Regions from separate parts of the Zea mays genome. Here region 2 is linked to region 1. A link is a contact called in public Hi-C data. All regions are on one chromosome and are shown on one strand. Each heading gives the region's core, a stretch centred on a gene start, on an enhancer-like site or on the middle of the called end of the contact. The rest is flanking DNA. Distances are from core to core; before and after follow the strand shown.

Region 1 (3,144 bases), core at 269-2,768:
GTGGGGGCGAGGGGATTGGAGGTGCTTCCCGTCCGGAGTAGTTCGACGGCGTTTTATCGGTGTTCTTTCTTTACACTTGACCAAGGGACCTTTGTACACCGTGTGACTGATCGATCGGACGCAGCTAGATATTGCTTTGCCTATCGTACACCGTGGGATTGGATAAGTAACATTGAAAGATATTAAGCTTGGAAATGTACATTTTTTTTTTGCTATATAACATCAAATTATCACAGTATTTCTATATGTCATGACTGCAAAAACATACAATACAAGAGAGACCTAAGATTAGATTAATATATGATGGTCGACATATTAACATATCATTAAAAATTCTATAATGACTCTTTAGAAACAATTTATACGATATTGTTAATGTTTGTTTGACATCAATTTAATCTATTTGGGTCGGCATATTTATAATAATATTATATATTTATATCGTCAATATAATATTAACTGTAACACGAGTTTTTCATATCATAGTGATATTTGTCGTTCCGTATATATATTTCATACTATTTTTTTACTCTCGTGGCTCGGTGACTGAACGAGCTCGGCTCGGCTCGGCTCGACCTTGGCTCGCGAGCCGGCTCGGCTCGGCTCGCGAGCCATATTCTGGTACTTATCGTTGCATTATTTGGTGAATTAACATTATATATTCATCATCAAAGACTAAAAAATGAGCTATTATCCATAAAATTATCTAATATGCATTATTATTCCATAAATTCATCATTTTTTCAAGGCTCGCGAGCTGGCTCAGCTCGGCTCGCTACAAAAACGAGCTTGAAGAAGAGGCTCGGCTCGTTCGAGGCTCGCGAGCCGCTCCGAGCCGAGCCGAGCCGCTCCGAGCTCGAGCCGGCTCGCGAGCCTCGAGCTAATTTTCCAGCCCTAACGAGCACATACTTAGTATACATATAGGTCCATTTATAAGCCAACCAACCAATAGAATACTAAATTATACATGAGTTATTATAAATAGTGTAAAAAATTATTATGGCATATCCTTAACAAAATCCTAGGCCCGCTACTGCGTACAAATCACCTATAAACAATATAATTTAACATATAAATCTCTTATTTTACGTGATCAGCTCCCACACAGGCCAGCTGCTATGTGCTAGCCCAACGCCCCAGCCATCCGTTGACGTTGCGTACCACATGGCACTGCTTTGGCCTCCGCATGGGGCGTTGCGATTATCGCAGCCAGAGATGGCACGCGAAGTTCCAAATCCCCGGAAGTACGTCCCCAATTCGTTCGTTAATTTGTTCTTCACGCAAGGTGAGTGTTGACAAATCGAGCCACGCATCTCGCTCACTGCATCTGCATGCAAACGTCGTCATTGACCCCACCGGGCTACGTTACGTTCGCCCGAGACGAGACCTCGCATGCCGCGCCTACCTCTCCATTCCCACGCACGGACTCCGCGCCTCACCCTCGCCAACCTCTAGGCAATAAAGGCGTCGCCATTTCCGTGCTGGCTAAGCTTCCCAGTTCTCACCACCGGCAAAAAGAACCGACTCTGCTTCCCCTTCAGCTGCCTTCCATGTCAGTATAGCAGCCTACCGTCATATCAGGCGACGACGACTGTGTGTGCGCTTTTTTATCTGCCTCATTGCCTGCAATTCGATATGCCACCGCCGCCGCCGAAGAAGAAGAATTTGCTCAAGTCGTTCATGGGCAACGGCAAAGACGCGCTCCAGCAGGTCGGCACGAAGCAGAGGCACGGCGGCGGTGGAGGCGGCCTCCCCAGGCTGTCAGCCTCCAGCAAGGCGCTGGTCCTCCTGCCGCTCCTGCTCCTGGCCTTCATCTTCCTCTTCGTGTATCCCAAGGAGTTCGAGCTGCAGGCGATGCTGAGCGCGTGCGGCCCGGCAGCCGCGGAGCCGGCGGCGGTCCGGAAGCCCGAGTTCCGGCTGCTCATCGGCGTGCTGACCCGCGCGGACCTGTACGAGCGGCGGCACCTGCTGCGCATGGTGTACGGGCTGCAGCTCGCGTCGCCGGGTGGGCTCGCGGCGCACGTGGACGTCCGCTTCGTCTTCTGCCGGCTGTACAAGGACGACCAGCGCGTGCTGGTGCCGCTCGAGATCCTCGCCCACGGCGACGTCATCGTGCTCGACGGCTGCGAGGAGAACCTCAACGGCGGGAAGACGTACACGTTCCTGTCGGCGGTGGCGGCGCTCTACGCCGACGAGCCGTACGACTACGTGATGAAGGCCGACGACGACATCTTCCTCCGCCTGCCGCAGCTGGTGGGGTCGCTGGGCGGGATGCCCCGGGAGGACATGTACTACGGCGCCACCATCCCCTGCGATAGCATGGACCCGTTCCGGGAGTACATGGCCGGCATGGCCTACGCGCTGTCGTGGGACCTCGTGCAGTGGATCGCCACCTCCGACGTGGCGCGCAACCACAGCGTGGGCACGGAGGACATGCTCACCGGCCTCTGGCTCAGGATCGGGGGCAAGGGGAAGAACCGCTTCAACGCCAAGCCGGCCATCCACGACTACCTCAACCCGGTGCCCGTGGACCAGTGCGAGCACGAGTTCATGCCCACCACCATCGGCGTGCACAGGCTCAAGAGCAACCCGAGGTGGGCAGAGGCGCTCAAGTACTTCAACTTCACGGCAGGGCTCCAGCCGTCCAAGTTCTACAAGATCGACTAGCAACCTACCTCTCCTATCTACTACCGTAGTAGTAGGGATCGATCCATCGGATGCATGCATGTATGCGTTGCTTAATTTTGAGGGAGAATTTATGATGTATACACAAAAACAAATATGTTTTTAAATTTGATCTGTGTTCTTCTCACAAACTACATCTTTCCACTTGTTTTTTTACCGTGTTTTGTATTTCAAGCTAGAGTTTGTTAGTGGGTGTTTGGTATAACTCAAAATCAAAATTCTAAGGGGGTGGCTAAAGTCTTTCAAACATACTGAATCTAGAGTTGCCAACTCCATAGAGTTTCGAGAGTTATGATATAAATTGTTGGAGTACCTTTTTACTACTATGAAATAATTTAAAAACAATATGAACATGAAGTTTAAAGGTATTTGAGAGCACCTAGAGGGGTGAATATATGTTCATAAAAACAACTGTAATAAGACAAACTTAATTTATGATGAGTGCCAAGTTGTTATGAG
Region 2 (3,144 bases), core at 465-2,964, 720 kb before region 1:
ATTATATTGAAAGAGAGAAAGGTCCGAAGTGGACCACAGTACAATGCCATAACAGGCAAAAAGACATAGGGAGTATATCAAACATTAAAAATATGGCTGTCTAACAGTGCCCAAATTTGACTTCACCTAATATAAGTAACATATATCGAACATTACAAATATTGTTGTGACAACTGGCAATGTAGTTTTGATGATGATTCCATTCATATAACTCTTGCATGAAATCTCTAAAAAGATTTGTCTGCTGACGACTAAAGTTGTAGAAATTTATCTTTCACCAAAGAAAAACATCCATTCTAGACCCAATGTGGTAAACAAATGGAAAGAATATAAATACATAATGGGCAGACCAAGTGCTGGAGGGTCCCGCATGAGTGGGGTCTGAAAAAGGGGTAAATCGAAGCAATCCTTCCCCCACAAATGCGGAGGCTGCTTCAAACACATGACCTAGTGACTCAGTGATACAGCTCTCACCACTACACCAGGCCTGCCTTTCAACATGAATACATAATGGTGGCAAGAAAACCCAATGGCAAGTATACTTGTGCAAGTACATACGTTCAGCAAGCCCGACATTTTGAAGACAACAAAAGAATCGGTGACTCAAGAGAAAATGAAGATTATCCACAAAAAATGCATGATACAGCAAACCCTTCCAACCTGAAACAGAAAAAAAGGATACATTTATAAGTAGTCGGTACAGTAAGGGAATCCTTTGAAAAAGAAAAGTACCTTTTATTAAAACGATTTGAACAACATATAACAAGTGCAGCAATGAAAATGAAAGGCAGACATTATATTCAAGTTAATCCATAGATCAGTTGGTTGTTACATATCTGTCATTCAGTTCAAATGACATGACAACAACAAATCTGTTTAGTCTCAAGCAAGTTGGGGAGAGCTAGAGATGAGAACCATCAAGCCACATCAGCAAAAAGAAAATTCATAAAAATATATAAAAGGGTCACTTAAAAACGACAGGAAATATTAAGCTAGAAGGCAACCGTTCGAAAATTAAGTAGCTACAATTCTCACAATTACTGCAGAAATTTTAAATACTAAGAGATTAGTCAGGCCAACCTTACAATAGGAAACAGACCATGTGCCAGCACAATATGGAAACATGCCTATTCTTCTAAACACCGCTAAACATGTAGAAGGGTTATCTGTGTGATAAACCACTGGGTTATTTGGTTAGACTAGTGCATTCCAGAATAACCTGATCAGCGCAAAGCACGACAGCAGCAACATTTCATATGAGAGCTGACGCTGAAACTACCGAACCGTAGAATATAATCCCACACGATCAATTCTTCGCAGGTACGAGCACACAAATCTCCGCGACCTAACACAGGAAAACAAAGAAAAATTCCAGCGAACATATAACACGATCCCACTCCACATCGGCAATCGCTGGATGAACGAAAAGAAACACACGTAGAAAAGGATCGAAGGACGCAAAAAGGCGGCAGGGAAGTCGTATGGGAGCGGGATCGCGGGGTACGTGTCGGGAAATTAGGGCAAACCATGGGCACGGGGCATCCTTACCGAGGGGAGGCCGTGCCTGTCACGCGGGAGGGGGGGAGATCGGGTTCGGCGGCGGCGGCGGCCGCCGCGCTCGGCGGATCAAGGGGGAGGCGGGGAGCGTCGGGAGAGGGCGAGACGTTCGGCGTCTGGCCGTCGGCGAGGGCGAGGGGAATCGAAAGTCGAAACTGACGCGGATAGACGACGGGGAAGGGAAGCTGAGGCCGGAGGGGAGAAGGGACAAGGACAAGTGGGCTTTGATCCGTTACAGATGAATGGAACAGGTTGGAGGATGGGCTGCGCGGGCTGAGTGGGCCGGTATGGATTTCTTTCGAGGCGGGGTCGAGGGATAAAATGGGTCTGATCTGGACGGCTGTCAGTGTGTGTCAGATCAAGAGCATCTCTGAAAGTCACATTATTATATTTCAACTTTCAGGCCACTTTTAAATGTATTATTCTCACAACACAAAAATAAAAAATGCATGATTAGATTTGTATATAACTTAAAATCCTATATAATTTCAAAATGCAGAAAATTTCTATTTCGACCTTTGGATGCAAAAAATCGCAATAATTGCATGAGAGATATACATCTCTACTACTTATTAAGGCGGTAAGGGTAGCCTGTCGTTCTGCCATTTTGCGATCTCAACCATCCAGTCTACCATTCTATAATCTCAGTCGTACGATCCTACATTTCAGTCTCGTTCCCTGATCCCACACAACGGTGCCGCTCCTAGATCGCGCCCCGAAACCGTCGCCCCCGGCCTCCCCTCCCCCGGTTCTGGCTGGCCACGAACTCCGCCCCCCTGCCCCTACCCCGATTATGCCGCCGTCGTCCGATCCCACCCGCATACGCTGCTCCCCGCCTCGAGGCTCGTCGGAACGGACGCCTGGATGTCGCGGCTGCAACCCACCGTCGCGCAGGGAGGCTCCGCAACCCGCAACCCAGAGGATGCACGGAGGCCGGAGGGCATGGGGGAATTCTTGTTGAGGTCTATGCATCAACATCTTCTTCAAGGTACACCGCCGCCATCCCAATCCCTACCCCCAGATTGAGCCAGTACCCCTTTTTCCTTCTCTGAATCTCACCCTCTGCTTCCTTCGTTCGATGTCACGCCATCAGTGCACAAGCACCAGCACAATGGCGGTGACCTTGCCCTTGCCACTGTCCGTGGTTGGTTGAGTGAGTGAGTAGCTTTGGTGTTGGATTAATGTGGGCTTGGCCCAAATTAATATTCAATAATAGTCAATGCTAATGGCCCACTTTAATGCTATGGTGTACTAATTATTTAGTACCATATTGGAAGTTCAAAGGACAAATCAATCAACTTAAATAGGTGGACCATTGGTGCATCTATTGAGAAGTTGAGAAAAGGATGAAGGACTGCCACACGCGCGTGCGCGCGCCGCCGCCGCCGGCCGGGCCGTGGCCCCGTGGCCGTGGCCGTGGCCGTGGCTGTGGCCGTGGTAGATCGGACCTTGGTCCGAATATTCCTTTCAAACGGTTTCGCATTTTGCCTGGAGCGATGACCGTCATGATAACCGACGTCAGTTACTGTCGTCAGTTTCCAGTTCTAATGCGCGACCGTTTCTGTCCGTTGTTCTTCTCCCTCCTTC

Evidence for each region. Hi-C and Micro-C count contacts between places; a contact is called where the count stands out from the background.
Region 2: a contact with region 1 is called in a Hi-C map of leaf, with 2.1 times the contacts expected there. The contact joins the promoter of LOC100381661 here to the promoter of LOC100216785 in region 1. A contact is called at or near these places in 3 of 25 Hi-C or Micro-C datasets (ear and leaf).

What each region holds. Positions count from the first base shown.
Region 1 is chr4:180,797,342-180,800,485 of Zm-B73-REFERENCE-NAM-5.0, reverse strand. It overlaps LOC100216785 (Galactosyltransferase family protein), which reads left to right and starts at 1,518. Exons shown (of 1, transcript NM_001143184.1): 1 at 1,518-2,771. The coding sequence starts at 1,636. The coding sequence ends at 2,667. It overlaps LOC100272769, which reads right to left and starts at 85. Exons shown (of 10, transcript NM_001147222.1): 1 at 1-85.
Region 2 is chr4:181,520,291-181,523,434 of Zm-B73-REFERENCE-NAM-5.0, reverse strand. LOC100381661 reads right to left here and starts at 1,714. Exons shown (of 15, transcript NM_001318231.1): 1 at 1,549-1,714; 2 at 559-660. The coding sequence starts at 576.